Linked DNA regions of Mus musculus: region 2 is linked to region 1. A link is a contact called in public Hi-C data. All regions are on one chromosome and are shown on one strand. Each heading gives the region's core, a stretch centred on a gene start, on an enhancer-like site or on the middle of the called end of the contact. The rest is flanking DNA. Distances are from core to core; before and after follow the strand shown. Region 1 overlaps Slc8a1 (solute carrier family 8 (sodium/calcium exchanger), member 1). Region 2 overlaps Gm34265 (a long non-coding RNA gene).

Region 1 (5,371 bases), core at 975-3,474:
ATAAATAAGTGGCGCTCAAAAGACGAGGGTCCTGAGAGTGCAGGCACACATATTCTGCTCCACTTCAGACCCACATTAAAAACCTCAAAGAACAGCCAGAAGGGAATACCACTACTCTTCTGTATACTAGGCTAGTTTATTTCGGGTTTCTTTAGAACCAAAGAGAAGATGGATTGAGTGCTCCAGAAATTCAAGTAAATACAGCAATTCCAAGGCAAGGAAGCTGTCAGGGTCCTCTTAAAGATTCAGACTGGGGCTGGGATGATGGCTCAGCAGTTAAGAGCATCCACTGTTCTTAAAGAAAAACTTCAGCTCCCAGCACCCACATCCAAGGGTTTACAGCCCCCTGCATCTCCAGCTTAAGGGACACAGGCCTCTGTTGGCACAATTCATCTTTCCCAGTGTTCACATAAAGAAATGAGAATAAAATCTTTTTTTAAAATGCTCAGGCTATTTATTTTGATTTTTAGCAAATTTTATCAAATGCCAAGAATCTATTCCACCAAGGAGGGACCTGCAATCCTCTCAATAATTTATGGACATTTCACTGAAAAAAAAAAAAAAGCATCCTGATAGATTGGAAGGTTGTCATTTTGAGCTGAAGACATGGATCAAAGTACACTTTGGAACGGTGATTAAATGGTGTGGGCTTTCTCTTCTCCACCCTGTGTTCCCTGAAAAAGAAAAAGAAAAAAAAAAAAAAAAACCTCTCTTTGAATTAGAATTTGTTCCTTTGATCTTACACTCTAGCATAGTGTCAGTTCCATAGTAGGAAATCTAAGGCCCAGGAGTGCCTTTGCAAAATGCCCACATTCAAGTGAACAGCTCAAGATGAAAAGTAAATTGTCATTTAATAACAAAAGCAGGTCTGTTTGCTGATGATGTCAGAGCTGTCCTGCAGGAAGCCTTGCCCAGGTAGCCCAGGGGAGGTACCCATCTTCCTTACAGGGAGAAAGAAGCCATGTATGACAGCGGTTAATGCCTGTGAAAGCGTTAAAGCTGTCTTATGCTATGGCCTCACCCCAGACAAGTAAGCAGAGAGTCAGGGAGGGCCAGCTAGTTGCTCTCTCCCAAAGCTCTCCTGCTGATTCTTATTTTCCCCACCTTGGGGAGGGAGGGAGGCAGACAAGTAGCAGGAACTTTGATCTTTGATCTTGTCAGCAATCAACTTGCAGTTTTTAGTGACTATCTCCATATCTTTTTCAATCTCTTTAAAGACAGCTTTATAGGCAGAAATTTTTAGTTTCCCCTTCCCCTCCCATAACCAGCCTTTTACTTAGTTTTTACAACTCCTTTCCTTCTCATCATTAATCAATCAATTGTAATTCTCTGGTTTCTGGCACTCTGCTGGGAAGCCAAATAAGGACTGTGGCTGAGGTGACGTCCATATTTACTTGGGTATATAAATGTTACAACTGACTCAAGGCTAAATCCTGTTTGTGTCTGGCTAGTGATAGAATTAGCACCTGAATAAATTATTCCTGCCTGGATTCTGAGAGGGAGGCAGAGAACACGGAAAGGAAGAAAGAACAGAGGAGCATGCGTACCTAATGCTTCAACTGCCCTGACATTACAGCCACAGGAAAGACGGGAACTTAACCAGAAAATCTCTGACTTTTGAGGACTTGCAAAAATTCTTAAAAGAAGAATTGCTTTGATTTTGAAGAATAATTTTTATATGATCACATTGAAAGGCATGAGGCTATAAAGTTGGCAAGTTTCTATTAAGACGAGTGTTTGTTACAGCTCCCCAAAATTTAGACTCATTAGCACAAAGTCTGACTCCTTTTCATGTAGAGCGTCTCTGGCTCTGTTTGGCTGTAGAAAGAAATAGCTAGTGATATTAAGCACTCATTAGATTCTGTTCATGGTGACTCATTTCCCTTCAAACCCTACAAGGTACTCACACTTCTACATTTTCTCCTCCAAGAAGAAGGGCGAAAGCCTAGTTCATTTAGGAAGATCACTCCCCTTACCACCTCCATTGGCGTTTCAGTATAGCTGTGCAGAAATAGTGTTTATAAAACAAGCACAAAGCATAACTGCAGTGAGATGATTACAGTCAGGCAGCCTCAGCATCTCCACTAAGACCACCCAAGATGTTTTATGCACAAAATGACCATCATATCTGGGGCATCAATTTTCCAAGAAAAACCAGATGTTTCCTGCCTCTGATCAGCTGCTTCCTAGAACACCAGCACCAACTCCTCCCTGCAGGGCGCTAGCAGCCATTCCTGTTCCTCCTGTTTCAAAACCTTCGAATTCTGGGTCCTAACTCCTAGCCCTGGGAATTAAGACACTTATTAAAAGGTATATTTCTAAATGCTTTTTCTATAGACTCTAAGTAAATCAGCCTAGAGTAGATCCCAAATGTACATTTTCCTAAGCAAAGGTTGAGCAAAGGTTTCCACATATATCTGATGCTAATAATACGCAAACACAATTAAAATTGAGCACAGCCTTTGAGACAAAGCTTCCTCTATTCCATTTACACAGTAGTTTCCCTCATGAAGGTGGAAGGTAATGATTTCCAACATTTCTTACCTTTTGCTAAAAGATAAAAGTCTGTGCTGGGCGGGTTAATTTCACTAACACTAACACAGCTTGGTCAATGCAATATCTTCGGGTCTGAAAAACCTTTCTTCCTCGAATCACCACTACTTTTCATGAACCATGGTCACCTCCAAATTTCTACAGAAAAAGAACAAAGCCAAAAGGAAATTTAGTATGCTGGCATATTGGGTGGGCCACCCAAACAACAGTGTTAGAAGTATCTTAGAGCTCTTCTAGAGTCTTCATTTTAGATGAGGAAACGAACTGGAAAGGCAGGATGCCTTACAGAGGAGCCTTCAGATAGCTCCTTTCCAGACTCTCTCCTTGGTGAGCTGCCTGCCGCTTTGACACCATGAAGCTCTGTCTATAATGGGTTGTGTTAAAGCAGCTGTAGTCCGTATGGTCTGAAGAGGTAACTGTATCACAACTGTGAAACGAGGCTCCAGAAAAGTCACTCCTAAGCACAAACGGGGCAGTTGTCCCAAAAGAGTAGAGGATAAGATGAGCTGTCTGAGATAAGGGGACACTCTTGATGTATAACAGAACTCTAGGTCCCACCTGTGACATTGTAAGGATGGCCATTTCCAGAGGAGATGTTCAAATAGCTATAAAGTTAAAGGGATCCAGGTTAGGAAAAAAATAATTAGTCCTGGAGGAAAACAGGGGTCTATTCTTGTATGCTGACCTGACAACTTGGCCAAAGTTATATAAAGTGAACTGGAAAACCAGTCTATAGAGAACAGTTGTGGCCTAACTTTCTGATGTGTGGTTTGATTCTTGGAAACACTCCCAACTCCTGATTTATAGTCATAGAGAATAATAAGATAGCACTAAATGTTGGAGAGTTTACAACTGACATACAGTTAATTAAAACTCAAGGCGGAAGTTAAAGCATGAAAGGACAGCTGGAGACAAGCACACATGAAAGCAGGTGTATACCATCATCAACATGTCTGAGTGTATGTGAATCACATCGGAAGTCTGATTCCTGTATCTCTGTGTTTATCGAGCCGACCTCTGAACATGCTAACATCCCTTCTAAGACCATGGCAGCTGTTTCTTGGATTTTACTTTGCACATCAGCATTTGTCTTGGTCAACCACAGTCACGCTGCAGGCTTGGGGCTCAGGATAGGATTTATCACCCTCTAACACATGGGGTGTTCAATGTTGTTCTGTGCACCGAGCAGCAGAGCAGCAACAGGGGGTGATTTGCGGAGACTCCAGTGCGTTCCATTTGGAAACCTAAGCTATGGCTTTCACAGTCAAGGTTAATGGGTTGGACTTGCATGCTTTTTTTAAAAATGTTTTTACAGAGCTCTTGAATCAAAAATAAAAGTAGACAAGAGACTCAGTGAATAACCCAGGTAAATAAAACCAATCAGACTCAAAGAGGCCCTGAACATGTTTTATTTATGTGGTTGATAACTTGTTAATTTTGATTAATAATTGTCAGGGACTCCAGAGAAAAGTATTTGAAATCAGAACCTGTTGTTACAAATTAGAGCATTCACACAATATTCACATAAACTGGCCACTGAAAAATAGCAATAGTAGAAATTGCCACAGACCCAGTATGCTCTCCAATCTAGCAAACCTTGGGTCATCGGAGCCCTGGATGCATGAGGTTTTGACTGTGCTATTTTCACCTATATAGGCAGAATATAGAGAATGCCGTCTTCAGAGATGGGATAGAACCCCCCAAACCCTTTGCAAGGAAAAGGAAGAGTGGTTTGTAATAGGCCCCTGCGTCAGAAGGGGGGTATCTCTTTTCCTCCAGAGACTGCCCCACCTCACTGGGTTGGCCATCTGTCATTGGCAACCACCCAACATCAGAACAAGACTCAGGGAATTCCCAGTAGTGGCCCTCCCCTAAGCTGCTTCCTCTTGGGCTCTTATTTTTGTTGTTGTTGTTGTTGTTGTTGTTTTGTTTAGTTTTAACTCTTTGTTCTACTGCACTGGCTGTCCTTGGAGAAAGAAAGCCACATAAAGTTTTTTAGGCGGCTTCAGTATCAGCAGCTCCAATAATTCTTAATAATGAAATGCGGAGGCCATTAGGATAGGTCTGGGTTTCTTTACTCATGCATCTCTGAGGCTCCTGGTTGGGCTGCTATGTATGATGGGGAATACAGAAGAGAGAGCAGATTCAAGAGGTGGATTTAACAGGCTGTCTGTCTATACCTTCACAGGCTTCTTTCCCTTGATACAGAAAACCTGCTCCAGAATTTCTGGGCTGAAGGATCTGAGTGATTGTAGCAAACTAAGAGAAAAGAGAGCTAGTTTTCCAGGGATGGGAAACACAGCATGAACTGGGAATAGACCCTGAAATCTTGCTGGCATAAATATTCTCTTCCACCCAGGACCCCATTCAAAATAAGATAATGATGTTAGCGATCCCAAAGTTACAAAAACGGAATAATTACATCTAGCTGTAAGACCAAAAAATGGTTAAATGAGAATAGACACAGAACCTGTGTGTGTGACATGGAATAAGTAGTATTTTTCTTCATCTCCTTAATTTTAGAAGATTAAAAAAAAACTGCCATCTATCACAGGCAGTGATCATAACCAGTGGCATGGGTACTCGGGGATGGCCAGATCCCCCTTAGAAAAATAGTGTGATATGCAGGTGCAGTAGGCTCTGGTCAAACTAAATAACCCTCGCCCCCCTCACAAAGCACAGGATCTGCAGGATGAGATAAACATGCACACTTTTCCCACACGAAGACACACAAAGAATGGGGGGAGCGGTATGAGTTGGGGTGTACATGCCTCGCATGGGTGTGGAGGTTGAGGACAGCTTTGGGGGGTTGATTTTT
Region 2 (5,505 bases), core at 2,296-4,795, 1.5 Mb before region 1:
TATATTCGAAGGTTTTACTCAAACTGCCCTCAATGAACAGCTTATGTAACATTTTGTATAATTTTAAATTCCTGGAGTAGGTGAAGGGTATTTCTGGAAAGCACAGATAATTCTGTGTCAAGTGTGGCAGAAAATAGATGAGTCGGCCTGGAGTTTGTGTCACTGCAGACGGATTTTCATGAAAAGTCCAGCAAAATAGACCTCTTTTAAAGAGTTTTTCATAAAAATGCCATTCTCTCAAATACTTCCAAAAACTGTATCTAATGAAGCCTTCTGAATTCTCTGACCTTGGTAAAGAGTTTCCTCCATATATGAGATTTCACCATGTTTACCTTTATAATTTCTACTCCCAGAAAAGCTCCTGGCACACTGTTGGATCTCAAATGCTGGTCAGATGAATAAAGATGTTCTTGAAGGTGCATCTATCTATTCCTTACTTCCTCCTGCATGCTTTAGTCTTGGCCAAATCTTTCATGGGAGAATGACAGTAATGTTTTTCTTCTTCTACAAATCTTCCTGTCGAGCTATTACTTTAGGATTTACTGCCTGACTATCAGAGGTCAATGAGGGGCAGAAAGAGAAAGATGTAAACACTGCAGGTATTTATTCTAAGCATAAGTGCAGAACACTGCATTAGTCACTGGCCATGATAAAGGAAAATGTGGGCGTAGGGAGTCTCAGTCTTAGGCTTGTTTTGTTTATATAATGTAGGTTCCAAAATGCATCCTCAGAATGCTTTCTATTCTGACAGTGTGTGTAATGACAGGAGCGTGTATAACCAGGGTGACTGTTTTTTGGAGGTATGTCAAAAAGCATTTGAATTTAATTTTTCTTGTACGTGTGACATTAAGAAATGCGCTTCTGGCTCTTTTTCATCTCTTTCTTTTTTCTATTTCAAGTATTTTACAAAGTTTATGCCAAATCTCACTGATTCAAGTAGGCTTAAAAATCAGTCTTAAATATAACCAACAGAAATAGCAAAATGCAACGAACAGTGTGGCATTCTTCTTTCCATTCAGGGGGCCTCTGTTCCAGATCCTTTTAGTGGCTTATTTAGTAATTTTTTCTTATTCATGTTTATTTCAACCATCCTTGAAGTATTTAAGTTAAGACAAGAAGCACGCAGAATGTTTCGAACTGTAGTCATTGAAACCAACGATTTCGTAAAACACCCTTTAGCACTGAAAATAAATGTGAAGTTGGAAAGAGTTTTAAAAAGATTCTAGAGATGGTGATAGCGTGGGGTGTCAAGCTTTGACTCAAGCTGAAGAAACGGAAGTGGCAAAGTGGCAGGCAAGGGGCAGAACCGATCATGCCGTGGAATGGGCTCATTAAGGGGTTACTTTCAGTTTTGCCAACCGGCTGTCAATCTCTGGTCCTTCATTAATTTATTTATATTAATTTTCACTGTACATATCCATTGTACATGGTACCGGATTATACAAAATCTGGTAATTTCAGAAGACTTCCTGAAATAGTAGGTGCTATGACAAAATATCAGAGAAGATATCTTAGCCCACACTTTCAGAAGTTATAGTCCATGGTTCGTTGGCCTCAATGCTTTGGGGTAGGAATCTGTTCATGTTTACAAAGCCAAACAAACAAACAAACAAACAAACAAACAAACAGAACAGAACAAACAAACAACCCCCCCAAGCCCCAACCCCCCCAAAACTAAACAAACCCAATACCACCATCACCACCAAACACCACCAAAACAGAGAGGAACTAGTGACCATGGGGTTCTAGAACCCCTTCTTTAGCGTGTTTTCTCAAAGATCCAACTTCCTTCCACTGGGTCGTATTTTCTATTGTACCATTAACTTCAAACGGTCCCGAAGTCTAGTGACGAAGCCTAAAACTTGTGGGCCTTTATGGGCTGTTTCAAAGGGTAGCATCTTTACATTCATTGTAAAACCATTAAGTCTCTGAAGAAAGAGCTTGAGGAAGACTCTGGAGTTCTCATGCTCATGGTTTGGTAGAACTCACACTGTGAAAACAACCATTCTATCAAAATCAATTAACTCATTTGATGTAGTCCCAGCCAAAATGCCCACATCCGCCACAGAATGTGCAGAAAAAAGAAGGTTAAAATTCATATGGATCACAAAAGATGCTGGAGCAATCCTGAGAAAAAGGGGCAGGGTAGAGGAATTACCATTCCAGATATCTTATAGAGTTGGATTAATAAACAGCATGGTATTGCCATAAACCGACAGATAGACTAATGGAATAACAACAGAAATGCCCAAACATGACTGCATGCAGCTACAGCTGACTGATCTTTGACAAATGTGCCACAAATACACATTGGGAAAAGACAGCATCATCAATAAACTACTGGAAAAATGAGATGTTTGCATGAAGAAGAACAAACTGGACCCAAATTTATCACCCAGCACAAAAATGAGCTCTGAACGGATCAGAGACCTCAATGTGAAACTTGAAACACGGAAACTGCCAGGAGGAAGCAATCATAGGCAGTGCCCAAAAAGATAGAGCTGTCTGTAACGACCCTCTGTCCAGGACTCTGTCAGCTCAGGAATTAACCATTGACCAGTGGGTTTCACTGTGTAGCCCTGGCTGTCCTGGCTCTCACTCTGTACAGCCAGGATGTCGGGGATTGGTCTGCCTTTGCCTCTCAAGTGCTGGGATTAAAGGTGTGGACCACCATCGCCCAGCAGCCAGCAGCCCATCTTTCTATTCCAGACTAGAACCAGGTCTAGTGTTCTTATCTTGTCTGTAGTGAGACTCCCTTCCTATTCAGTGTGCGGTGTCTATAGAATGAGACATGGAGGCAGATAAAATAAAATGAAAACACTGGTTCTCAACCTTCTTAATGCTGTGACCCTTCAATATAGATCATCATGTTCTGGTGACCCCAACCAAATAAAATTGTTTTCATTGCTACGTCATAGCTGTAATTTTACTACTGTAAAATAGCCATGTTTTCTGATGGTCACGGCCCCCAGCTTTAGAACCATTGGTCTAGGAGGTGTGATAGCTGATGGGTATCTGAGAATGGGCGTTTGCTTTAAACCTTTAACTTTTAAAGTGCTCTAGCACGGGAGACTTATTTCCATGACATTTTTTTTTTTTTTAAAAAGAAGAAAGCCTGCTGCTTGTGGACCTGTGAAATAAAGGCATTATGTTCTCAAGCAGAAAACCTGCCTTCCCCAAGAGACACGTACCTGGCCATATTAAAAAGGATTTCCATAGGCATCTGTTTCTCAGATGTGGTCCTAAAGCCTCAGGGGTCAGAAATGTAGACTGCTGGAATCTGGGGGGTGTGGGAGGTGCTTGCAGGGAGCCTCTCACTGGACTGTTTCCCTTGGCCCCCGGCCTCTGTTTCTCACACAGTGATCTCAGACTGTGCATGCTTTCCTACCTGTCTTTCTTTGGTATGGAACCCCCAAAAGACCCTTTGGTCAGGTACCACAATTCTTCCCGAGTACAGAGGAAAATCAAGATGAGGGAGGAGCCTCGTGTAAGGGAAAGGCTCGGGGTAACAGAAGCAGAAACATATGCGCATTTCATCCAGCAGGGGGCAGTGAGATCACGTGGCTACACTAAGCGAGGCAACCCAGACCCCAGGACCAAAGCTGAGAGCTGCTTTTGCTCTCCAAGGTGGATTCCAGGACCTGGTACCTGCCATCGCTCAAGCCCTCCGCAGGTTTTGTAAGAGCTTTTTCCATTTGATAATTTATAGGAACACTACTTGCTTCCCTTCTGTCCAGTGGCTTATTTAGAATGGCTGAGCACGTTTTAATAAATCAGCAACCCTCCAAATGTGAAGGGAAATAAAATGTTTTGCAGCCCGGGGACGGCGAGGGTTTGTCTGCCTTGAGCACTCCTGTGACAGGACGATCAAATAAAGACAAGGTTGTGGTTTTGATCTCTCTGGAGGCTGATTACTTTGTTCTATTGTGTGGTCAAAGGCCTCACTACCAATGTGTTTAATCACCTAGAAATGCTTGCTTTGCATCTAGGAGGTCAGCTGTGTTGCAGGGTCAGAGAAATTTACTAGGGCTAGGGAAAAAGTTCGGTCTTAACATGATGCAGTCGCTGTTTAAAAATCTCTCTCCTTGAAGGTGATAGACAACGCCTGTGAAAGTAATGGAGTGGTGTTCAAATCCATTCGCTGTTCCTGTGATAATTCACTTGCACACAGGGAGAGTGGGTTTTGCCATTTGAAAACACAGTCAATTCTCTCTGCTTCAGTGGATCATCTCTATAGGATCTTATCTTCTCTCCCTTGGTTGGTCTCAGAGAAGGGCAGAGGTCGAGAAGAGCCTGGGAAGAAAGAGCCGATAGAAACGACATCCTTCTCACTCCACTGCCTTTTAAAGTCACTTGTCATTTTGCATGAGCTCTTCTCCCTGCGACAGGTATGCGGGTCAAATGGCTTCTTCAAGAGGATACCCAGAACTCCTCACCCTGCGTGCCTCATAGATGAAAGTCCACCTTTCTTTTTTGCTTCATTTTGTACTGCCCCAGAGAGCCCTGTCTCATGGTCCTTCACCTCAGTAGCTCTGCCAAAAACATACTCAGTTTTGCAAGCCAGATTTCCAAGATCCATGCCCGACACCTTACTTCTCTTGACTTCTTGTTTCACTACCAAATCTCAGTAACTCTGTTGTCTTTAAATATAACGTTCCCTCATCTGTGTCACCACCCCTTTTTTCTACGATGTCTCCATTTCTTCTGGACATGTTAGTAACCTCCACTGGTTACTAACAACAATAAATGTATCCACTATTATCCTTTTGCAAATGAAGCTTGTGTTGCTCCGGCCACAAGGTTGCCCCAGAGCAGGTCTGTTAATGTTTTTCCTATATAGGATCAGGACCAATCTACCATTAATAACTCTTCTCTGAACCGGACATGGAAGCAGAGGGAGCATGCTTTGATGCACCGAGACACCATGCAATCCCTGTATCAAGTATCTCACGCTCCTGGTCACACACTGACTTAGGAACAGAATACTATGGGGCACTGTCTCATTCTGCTGTGAGCAGGAGAGACACTACAGGCAGAGGGAGAGGAGGTGAGGCTCCAGGCAAGCTTCATGGAGCTCTCTGCAGGAGACAGGCTTGTTCAGAGCTTAGAGTTGTCTACTAGGGAATAAAGTCTCTTCTTTGGGGGATTCGGAATCTAGAGTGCTGGGACTCAGAAAACAAGATTCCACATTATGGTGCTTTGCTGAATATTGTGAATTGAAGGCTGTTGGAATGGGGACCAGAAGTAAGGTCTCTTTGTGCCTTCCCATCCTCCATTTAGTCTCTTAAATTAGCTCACTCGGTAGAGGCCAGAAGATGGTGTCAGACCTACCAGAACTGGAGTTATAGATTTTTGAGTGTTGGTAATGGAACCTGGATTCTATGGAAGAGCAGCTGGTCCTCTTAGCCTCTGAACTCTCTCCTGTGTGCATGTGAGTGTGTGTGTGTCTGTCTATGTGTGTTTGTGTGTGTCTGTGCATGTGCACGGAGGCCAGAAGAGGGCACT

What was found. Hi-C and Micro-C count contacts between places; a contact is called where the count stands out from the background.
Region 2: a contact with region 1 is called in a Hi-C map of uterus, with 5 times the contacts expected there. The contact joins two enhancer-like sites. A contact is called at or near these places in 3 of 484 Hi-C or Micro-C datasets (cortical neurons and uterus).

What each region holds. Positions count from the first base shown.
Region 1 is chr17:81,389,979-81,395,349 of GRCm38.p6, reverse strand. All of the region lies in intron 10 of Slc8a1 (solute carrier family 8 (sodium/calcium exchanger), member 1), which reads left to right. Among named protein-coding and RNA genes, the nearest start is that of Gm33944, 110 kb to the right of the region's middle. Within about 2 kb of position 2,224, at least 9 of the 459 cell types and tissues checked have an H3K27ac peak or open chromatin away from gene starts, as enhancers often do. A contact at or near this core is called in uterus, where this site is marked.
Region 2 is chr17:82,855,756-82,861,260 of GRCm38.p6, reverse strand. The region is part of intron 4 of Gm34265 (a long non-coding RNA gene); the gene reads left to right. Among named protein-coding and RNA genes, the nearest start is that of Gm41629, 13 kb to the left of the region's middle. Within about 2 kb of position 3,545, at least 27 of the 459 cell types and tissues checked have an H3K27ac peak or open chromatin away from gene starts, as enhancers often do. A contact at or near this core is called in uterus, where this site is marked.